2 separate regions of the Macaca mulatta genome follow, and region 1 is linked to region 2. The links are chromatin contacts, called in public Hi-C maps. All regions are on one chromosome and are shown on one strand. The core of a region is the stretch at or near the end of the contact, and the rest is flanking DNA. Distances in the headings are between cores, read along the strand shown. Region 1 holds the start of LOC144332671. Region 2 holds the start of ARL6IP4 (ADP ribosylation factor like GTPase 6 interacting protein 4).

Region 1 (4,904 bases), core at 615-3,114, 170 kb before region 2:
CCACTGCGACCAGCCGAAAACTCCGTTCATTAAGGGAGATTTTGTAAAGTGCCTGGTGCTTAGTAAGTGCTCAAGAAATACTACATTTCAGATTCATTGAGTTAAGTAGGCTTTTGAGGTAGCATACTTTTTTTTTTTTTTTTTTTTTTGAGATGGAGTCTACTAGCTCTGTTGTCCAGGCTGGAGTGCAGTAGTGTGGTACTGGCTCACTGCAACCTCTGTCTCCTGGGTTCAAGCTATTCTCCTGCCTCAGCCTCCCGTGTAGCTGGGATTATAGGTGCGTACCACGCCTGGCTAATTTTTGTATTTTCAGTAGAGACGGGGTTCTCACCATGTTGGCCAGCCTGGTCTTGAACTCCTGACCCCAAATGATCCTCCTGCCTTGGCCTCCCAAAGTGTTGGAATTACAGGCATGAGCCACTGTGCCCAGCCTTGAGGTAGCACACTTGAAATAAAAAAGTAGATTATGTCCCAAGCAGTTGACCTGAAAACTGCCTTGGACTGACATTTGTTAGTTATCTTCACTCTTTGCAAAAAACATGAGTTTTTTGGAGTTTAAATTGAGCTTCCTTCTGGTGTGTTTGGTTTTTTAACCACCAAAAATTTAACAAATTTGATAACCTGTCAAGTGTAAGTTCAGAAAGCACTTTGGTCTTATTGGTGACTTGGGGGTTATTTGATAATATAAATATAGGCTGTTTTTCTAAAAGTTATTGCCAGTATCCTCCAAATAATTGCCCCTTCAAATGTTTCATCTAAAGGTGATGGCCTGTGGGCAGAACCACGCGCGGGAAGTGCCTGCCAGTGGGCGTTAGGAGATGTATGGGGGGCCTGTGATAGCCAATCAAAAACTGTCCCCTTCTAACCCAGAAAAGCCACATGCTTTGCTGGACGCTGCTTGAAATCTGAACTCTGCACCTAAATATGTGGTAAAATTAGACACTTTTGTCACTTTAATTTTTAGATTATCTCAGAAGTTTTCACTAGATTTCAATGTGCCACTTGTGCTATGAGTATTTAAGAAGCTTTAAAAAATAAATGCATACCCGTAGCCTTTTAGGATTCAGACAGGTAGATTATATTTACCTGTCATGGGGGATCATGTATGGTTGACAGTTGCAGGTTTGATTAAATCCACTATATTGCACAAATTTAGCTGGAAATAATTTCCCGCCCTGCCAAGAGCTCTATGGTAGTTTGATAATAAACTACTACCCCAATATTAGAAACTGTGTTACTAAGTCTTTTCTGCCTGATTTGTGCTTTATTTCCATAGACCTCTCAGATATGTGAGGAATCAAGCCATAAATGTGCATTTGCTGGACATTATATATCGTGTCATCTCTATGACTACAGATTTCAAGGATAATTTTTACATCTAACAATTTCACTGTAACAGTGACTGATAATGTGAAAAATGTGCTTTATACAGTGCTGCTGGTGGATAGACAAGTGCTTGCTGCAGTTGTTTCTGAATCTAGACAGATGCTGGCGTCGTGAAGCTGTAAGCTCTGCGGGAGCAGGGACCATCTCTTTCTTGCACTACGGGCACTCAATAAATACTCGTGGCTGTGAACTGGCGTGTGGCCTTCGTGTGTTTATTTATGCTAGTTGGCTGCGGGAGCGGGTTGTTGGTGATTTTAAGTCGCAGGCATAGAGAAGTCCTTGAGTTACGGGTTAAGGGGCGTCCATCCAGGAGTACAGTTCCCGCTGGGGCTCTGTGGGCTCCGCAGATCTTTCTGGATGGATCCTAGGGCACCTCTTGGTGGAGGGAAGGGGCTGAGGCGTTCTAAGTGATGATGGGACGCCTTGGTCCTCCTCTGCCTAGTCATGGTCAGGGGCACCTGGAGGCTAGTCGGAACGATGGCCTTCCTGGCCCGTTCGGCTGGGTTCTGCCGTGACCACAGGAGGTGAGCAGCCGTCAGGGGCTCGGCCTCCCCGGCTCCATCTGGAGTCATCTAGGCCGCCTTAATTTTAGCTTGTCCTCTCCAGGGGAGCACCGCCGGTTCCTCAGCCTTATAAGGCGATAAGAAGGGATGGGTCGCCCATCACTAAGTTTTAGGTGTGCCCTCTTTAGTTCCATGACTTCAGATTTTGCCAAACAAGTCCACCCTGGCTCAACCTAACAAACACCTCATGTTTTTAAGGAATGTCACCAGACGCCCCCCCACCGGGGGCTCTTCCCATTGGAGAGCCCTGTCGTGCCAGATCATCGGGATTAAGCTGTTCGTGATCCTCTTCCAGCTACTCCCTGAGGTGGGAACCGGGGCGGCTGCGGTCCCGGCTCTGCCGTTCCTTGGGCCGTGGCCCGGGCGTCCTGAGGGGAGAGCGCGGACCCGGCGTGTGGCGAGCACCGCGTGCGGGGCTGGGCTTCGGTGAGCGGCCCGCTGCGCTCTGCCCTCCCTGGTTTGCCATTTCGCTCCTAAGAAACTTCATTTTTTAAAATGAGGCTGTTTTAAGAGTCACAGTGGCCGCAAGTCGGCAGGTTCCCGCCTCCAAGTGCGCTTGGCTGCTGCGGACGGTGGGCGAGGACCCTGAGGCGGGGATCCGCGCCGCCGCCCACGAGTGCAGTCCCGGGGTGTGAGAACACGGGCGAGCTGGGGAGGAGCGGGGGCGCCGCGGCGGGGCTGAGGAACCAGGCGGGCTGCCTGAGTCGGAGAGGTTTCTTCCGGCGGAGGCGGCGGGGCCGGGCCGGGACTCCGCAGGGACGCGCCCCCGCCGCCGCCGCCGCCGCCGCCGCTCCCCCGCGCGGCCTGAGGAGGCGCCGCCGCCACTGAGGGAATGCGAGCCCGGCCCGGCGCGCGCGGGCAGCAGCGGCCGCTGGGGTGCGCGGGGCACGGCGGCGCCGCGGCGTAGAGCTGTCCAGGCGGCCCCGGGCGCCCGCCCGCCCGGCGTTTCCTCCTCAGCCCGCGGCCGCCGCAGCGAGAGCCGCCCGCCAGCACGTGCGCCGCCGCCGCCCGCCTGCGACGCCCGGGAGCAATGCCCGCCGGGGCCCTGCCGCTCGCCCGGGTCCAGCAGGCGGCGGGGGCGCGCGGGGCGCAGCCGGCCGGGCCGGGGCCGCGGGGCGGGCGCTCCCCGTGAGGCAGCGTGAGGTGGCGGCGGCCCACCCGGGGCCGAAGAGGACGGAGCCCACGGCCGCGCTGAGCGGGGTGAGTGCGTCCAGGCGGCCGCTCCGCAGGCCCGTGGCTAGTCCCGCAGTGCCGGGCGCGGGCCGGGGACCTGGGGATCTGGGGCGGCGGCTCCCAGAGAGGCCCCGGCCCGCCCGCCCTCGAGCCGCCGGGGCTGGAGGAGGGAGCGGAGACCCGGGCAGGGAGGAGGGTGTGGCGTGCGGGAACCCCGCTCGGGAGATGGCCTCAGTGAGTCGCCGGCCCCGGATTCGTGCCCGAAACGCTGATTTCCGAATTTCCGTCGGTCGCGGCCGCGTGGGGGACCCCCGCCAGGGACAAGTGTCATAGCGGTCAGGGGGCAGGCGTGGGCAGTGCCGGTGCCAGGGCGAGGAAGGGGCTGTCGGCAGGAAACGGAGGTGAGCCCCCTGGCCCGCCGCCTCTGCTTCCCGCCTCCAGCTCAACGTCCCCAGGCCCGGGCCGTGACCTCTGCGTGTCGGGGGCCCAGGGTTGGGGTGTGGCCCGTTTCCATCCTCAGTGCCCCCTTCCTGTTGTTATGGGGGTGCCGCCTCTGTCTTCTTCACACCCCGAATCCTTTCTTATCCGTGGGAAGGCTGATCGGGGGGGCTTGGGGAGAGGGAAAGTTCAGTGTCACCCGCCCCAGTGTGCACTGACTCCCCGCAAGAAATCCCAAACGACCAGTCCAGGTGAACATAGTGCGTGCGGTGCAAATGTCATTTCAAGGCAAGTCCTCCAGGCTTGTCCCCTTTCCACCGACTTGCTCCTGCAGGCATCCTGCACTCCTCTCCCTCCCTCTGAAGTGTGGGCTGGGCGCCTCTGCAAACACCCTGGCCTACCTGCCTCCCCCACCCAGAATCTGGATTCTTCAAAGGAGACCTCACTGCAACATCTGTCTTTGTTCACGACCAGCTCTCTCCCCGGCCCCCATCTGGGAGTGACCAGAGCTGCTGATAGACCCCCCACTTCTGGAGGGAAGGCAGTAAGTGCTCCCCTTCATCTGAATCTTCTCTGACACCCATCCCCCAGACTCCTCTCTGCTCTGAACTCCCACTGCCTGCTATCTGTATCTCCTGTGTAACTCTTATCGACGTCTGCCTTATTTTATAGTTACTTTTCCATCTGCCTTATCTCCCCTGCTGGACGGTGAGCTCCAGGGCTGGAGTTGATTCATCTCTGGTCCCCTGCTCTGGTCAGTACCCTGCGTGCAGTCAGTGTCTCCGTGGAGCAGAAGGCCCTTCCAAGGCTTGCCTCTGGAACCCTAGCTTTTCTGGTTCCTGGACTGTTGCTGTTAAATTATTTTTCTTCCGTGAAGAGACTGTATTCTGTGGTTGGAATGGACTTCCAGCCCTCTCCCACTGCAGAGACAAACACAGTGAGCTAGGAAGGACTGTTTTTCTTGTAAGGAGTGGCTTGCCAAGTGAACAGGACAGTACATCCTCTGCCCTGAAGATGGCCAGGCACAGACTCTAGATTCTCTGGGTAGTGAGTGTTGAATGGGCCATTCTCTCTCCTGGCCTTCTCCAGCTGCTCAGGCATGGGAGGCAGTAGGGGAGAGAAGGGGACTGCGGGAAAGGGGAGAAGGGGACTGGGGTTCCAGGCCTGGCTTTTCCGCATAACTTGCTGTAGGAGCTTAACTAGGTCGCTTGATTTCTCTTGGTTGTGGTTGCACCTTATGGAATCTGAAAGAATTCCTTTGCGTATCTAAGGCCCCTTGGGATCTGGGTCCTGTCTACCTTTTCTGCCTCCTCTGCTAGCATTTCATTCATACTCTAAGCTGCA
Region 2 (4,761 bases), core at 778-3,277:
CAGTGATGGTTTTTTGCCCACATCTGGCCTTTTTCAGGCAGCAGCACCCCCACCCGGCCCGGCTCCTCACATCTTCGGCCAACACTCCCAGACCCCGCGGTGTAAGTCAGGCCGAGGGCTCCCCACCTGGTGCGCCCCGTCTCGGGGTCCACCACCTTGCGGATTATGCTCTGCCGGGCATCCCACTCCTCCTTGGTCATGGGCTTCATGGCCTGGATTCGGGACTTCTGCTCATCCGTCAGGACTGGAAGGGAAGATGGAGGTGGTGGCCAGGCCTTGGGAAGGGACCTTCTCCCTCTCAGGTGCTGGGCAGCACAGTACCTGGGCCATCCTCTTCCTCCCCAGCTGATCGGTGCCACTGGTCCAGCGAGGGGCCCGGCAGAGCCTCCACTTGCTGTGCTTCCACCTTCTCCTTGCCCTTCTTCTTCAGCTTCTTCTTCTTCTTCTTCCTCCTCCTCTTCTTGTCCTTGTACTTCCCCCGCTTCTTCCGGCCATCACTGGAGGAAGAGGAGGAGGACGAGGAGGAAGAAGAGCTAGAACTGGAAGAGGAGGAGGAGGAGCTGGATCGTGGTCTCCTCCGGGCCTTGTGCTTGCTTCTCTCTGTGATGCAGGGAGAAGGTGAGGCTAGAAGGCCAGGAGGGGAAGAGGTAAACCTTCGTCCCCTACTCTGGCCTGGGGCAGGCACAGACCATCTACAGGGTGAGCGCCTCCTGCGGGGCTTTCCAGAACACAGATGGAGCTTCCCGGAGGAGCCCCTTCCCGGCTCCCGTGGCGCCTGGCCCTCACATCTCAGGCCCGGATGCACAGAGGCATGACTGAGCGTCCCCGACCGCTGCTCGCCCCGACTTCCCCGGGAAATGGCTGTGCCTCCTCTCCCCGATGCCTGTGGTCCTCACCCTCCGCCCCGAGGGCCGTGCTGGCCTTGCGACCTTGGGATGCGGAGGCGTCCTTCCTGCTCTTCTTCTTTCTCTTTTCCGACCCCCGTCCCCGGGACCGGCTGCGACTCCTCGAGCGCTTGCGGGAGCCGACGTGAGCCATGGCGCCGCGGGCTAGCGACGGGGAGGAAGCGCTTGAGCCGAAGCCCCCCAAGCCGGCCACGGGCGGGCTCCAAGGGCGGCTCTAGCGGGGTTGGGGCCTCGCGGCGCCCAGTACCCGTCACCGCCCCGGGAAAATAAGCGACCCTCACCCACCCCCAATGCTGGGGACTCCGGCTTCTCATACCGACTCCAGTTCCCGCAGCGGCGCCTATTAAGGGCGCGCCCCCACCCGGAGGCCCCACGCCCGCGCACCCGGCTTGGAGCCCCTGGGAACCAGCCGCAGTCCGCCGCGAGTGGCGTGTGGGGCGCTTTCCCGCGCTCTCCTACCCTCCAGCCTAGCGCCCTCGCCGCCTCAAGGGGTCCCCTGGGGCTGTTCCGTTCCCACCTTGACCGCCCTGCGGGCCGGACAGCCCGCCCCACGCCTTCTCGAGAGGAAGCGGCGGCGAGAAGGCTTCCGGCCGGGGCGCTGCGCTGGAGGCTGTCCGGCCGGGAAGCGCGGCGCCACTGCCTTTCGTTCTGACGCCCCAGGTTCCGTTTTGGGCGCGCCCACCTCCCGCAGAGGCAAGGAGGGGCGCCGGGGCGAGGCCGTGCGCTGCAGCCTAGCGCCGGCCCTCGAGCTCCGCAGCCCCTCAGGCCTGTGTCTGCCGAAGCTGCGCCCGCTTCCAAGGCTGCCCTTTCGGTGCGCTCCCGCAGCACCCACGCCCCCGGTGCCCTGGGAAGAAGGCGACCCTCGCGCGCGCCGCCCTCCTCCCCGGCTGGTGCTGTCTTCTCCGTACGACTGTGAGCTCCAGAGTGAGACGCCCGGGTCTTTCCGACGAGCCCACCCAGTGACTCAGAGGTCGCAAACTCGTGTCCGTAGGGGCCAGAGAGATCTTGGCAGTGAGCGCGGGCATGGACCCAGGCCCATCCGGAGGGAAGCCGGGATTCTGCTCCAGCTGATCCGTGCAACAGGGGCATGGGGCTGGTGGCCCCACCTTCCCAGGGAGACCGAACTCAAGACTGCAATATGGAAGCCCCCTGATTTTCAAATGTGTAACCCAAATCGTGGCTGTGCGCTTCATCCGATTTCAGGCCCCCAATAGCAACTCTTCCACAATAATGACAGCCGCAAACACAAAGGGCTCTTGCAAAGCACTTTATATAGATACATCGGCGTATCTGACTCTCAAAACAGCTCTAGGAAGTAGGTGCTAAATGCGGAAACCAAGGCACCAAAAGGCAAAGGCTCATCCAGAGCCACACAGCTGGAAGTGGCAGCAGCAGAGTGGGAACCCAGGCAGCCTGGCTCCTGGCCCTGCCATTCCCCCTCTGCCATCTAGAAGATGCTACTGGTGGCCCACCGAGCCACTGGGGGGGATGCCTGCTGCTGAGGGTTCACATCTGTGCTGTCTCTGGAAGCTTCCCTTGGCTACTGGAAGGTACCCTGCCCTGGAGATAAGTGCATGGGAAGTTACTCACCCCTCTCTGGCCTCCTCATCTGGGAGCCAACCGATGGTGTGGGCACACTGTGGTACTGTGGGCTGTGCCTGGAGCTCTTTGCGGGTCCTGCTGAGGCTGGACTTCCTCTGAAGCCACCTCCTTGCCCAGCTGCTCCCTCCCCTCCCCTGCTTCCCTCACTCCCTTGCCGAAGCCTCATTCCACACTCTGCTTCCGACAAACCTGAACTAAGGCAGCCTGTTTGCCCAGAGGATGACCCAGAAGCTGGCACAGCCTCGAGCCAAGAAATGCGGTAGGCTGCGGGGAGTTTATTTCTGCCCCCAGCCCAAGGCGACAGAGCCCTCACCTGCCCTGCCACCCCCACACTGGGCCCAAGCAGCCTCAGGTGAGCGCACACACATCCACCGCGGTCGGCTCCTCTCTGGTGAAGCCATCACTGAAGCCCTCATCATCCACCAGGTCGGGCTCACAGCGGCACATGGGACAGAGGCGGTTGCGCACGGCAGAGGCTCGGAGCCAGACGACGAGGTTCCAACGCTCACCAGTGCCCAAGGGCCGGGCCCCATGTAGCTGGCCGCCACGGTGGAGAACACCCTGGCCCACCACGTGCTCCACCTCCAGGGGCTCCGTCAGGGCTGTGGGTGCCTGCAGATGGCACGGCTCAGGCCTGGGCACTCACAGCTGCCCCAGGTCCTGCCGCATGGGTCACACACTCACCTGGAAGAGGCCCCCAAAATACAGGGCGCCCCCTGTGAAGACCTTGCCCAAGGCCACATTGAGGGTGAGCTCGGCATTATCATAGTGGCAGCCCAGCTCGAGGTCCTGGCCCAGTGCGTATTTGACCACAAAGGCCCGGTGGCTGTCGAGCCGGCCCCCGCCACAGTCGGGGTACAGCAGGGCCATCAGTGGCTGCAGGAAGCGCTCCCGCAGTGGTGTCATCAGCGGCTCGTCCAGTCCGAGCTCGTGCAGCAGCACCTGGGAGGGGATTCCTGGGGTCAGCAAGGAAACTAGGGGGCTGCAACCCTGGGCTTCCACTCCGCCGTGATCCCACTGTGACCTTTCGCAGCCCGGGCAGGCAGCCCATCTGCAGCACCTCCAACACTGCCTCCTGACCTCAGCCACCCCCTCCTCTGCCACTGGCCAGGCCTCACCCACCCCGTAGTTGTTCATGGTGTTGGGCCTCCCCTTAGGCATGTCCGACTGCTCGAAGTGCTCCAGCTCTTCCAGCAGGGCCTGGCAGAAGGGTGCTGTGAACACAGGCACCCGGTAGATGCGCTTCTCCCCTGTGGAAGGAGGGATGGTCTGTTGGCCTGAATGTGGCTGTGGGCCGGCCAAGCCTGGGCTTCAGTCTTCCCGTGAACCATGTGAGTCTGGGCATGTCTGTTCACTCCCCCAAGCCTCAGTTTCATCACCTGTGCCATGGGGATAAGGCCCTCGCTTTTCAGGGCTGTTGTGATGACTGAAGTAACATGAGGAGCAGGGGAGGCTGATTCCCATGCCCCCCTACTTATGCCCGGAACCATTCCCCAGACTCCACAAGTGTCCACAGGGCTGGCCCTGGGAGCTCCCATATGGGTCCTGAGGCCCATAGAGGGAAAGGAAGTAGCCCAGCGACACCTGGCAGGCCAGTGACGGCCAAGCTGGGATCACAGAGCCAACTTCAGGCTCTCTGCACCTCCTTTCACCTGATGAGCCACCGAGGTCTGTACCCCAACTCAGAAGTGGCTCTGGGAGCCTCTGTCCCCCAGCAGGAAGGCCAGGAGAGGCTGTTCTTTCTTGCTGGGTCCTGGAGGGGGAAGAAGCCAGGCTGAGAATGGAAACCTAAACATTTCTTGGCAGATGCACCAGTGCCCAGGGGTGCAGGGCTAGTGTGCCCCCGATGGGGCCACCTCGCAGCCTGGGCCCTGCCCCAGCCAACAGCCTCAGCACAATCTCAGCTGCCGGGGAGTGGAAGGCAATGAGGAGAGCACCCCCAGGCTGGGAGGAGGGGAGTTCCTTCCACCCATGCCCCCTAACAAAGCACAGCCTCCATGAGGGGAAACATATCTGTCTCCCACAGGAGCCCCTAGCCCAGGCTATCAGTGCCAGTAAGAGGAAACACTTTCCAAACACTAGGTACGGGCCTGTGTCAGGCACTCTATGTAGATTAACTCACTTGATCATCACGGTGCCTTAAGAAAGGGGGTTACTGTTGCTCCCATTTTACAGATGAGGAAACTGAGTCACAGAGGTTAAACAATACGCAAACCTCCCTTGCCCAGCATTTCCTGCTGGGTTTAGCCAATAA

Evidence for each region. A called contact is a pair of places that touch in the nucleus more often than the background predicts.
Region 1: a Hi-C map of fetal cortical plate shows a contact between it and region 2, with 2.5 times the contacts expected there. The contact joins the promoter of LOC144332671 here to the promoter of ARL6IP4 in region 2. A contact is called at or near these places in 5 of 14 Hi-C or Micro-C datasets (cortical neurons, fetal cortex germinal zone, fetal cortical plate and 2 more).

Annotation. Positions count from the first base shown.
Region 1 is chr11:130,549,576-130,554,479 of T2T-MMU8v2.0, reverse strand. It overlaps LOC144332671, which reads left to right and starts at 1,864. Exons shown (of 4, transcript XM_077953108.1): 1 at 1,864-1,910; 2 at 2,245-2,375; 3 at 2,586-3,149. The coding sequence starts at 1,864. The coding sequence ends at 3,091. MPHOSPH9 (M-phase phosphoprotein 9) reads left to right here. Exons shown (of 25, transcript XM_077955588.1): 25 at 1,277-1,576.
Region 2 is chr11:130,376,740-130,381,500 of T2T-MMU8v2.0, reverse strand. It overlaps ARL6IP4 (ADP ribosylation factor like GTPase 6 interacting protein 4), which reads right to left and starts at 2,027. Exons shown (of 6, transcript XM_077955686.1): 1 at 1,814-2,027; 2 at 930-1,049; 3 at 392-600; 4 at 127-170. The coding sequence starts at 1,994. It overlaps OGFOD2 (2-oxoglutarate and iron dependent oxygenase domain containing 2), which reads right to left. Exons shown (of 6, transcript XM_077955669.1): 4 at 3,630-3,757; 5 at 3,192-3,449; 6 at 2,162-3,119. The coding sequence starts at 3,668. The coding sequence ends at 2,856.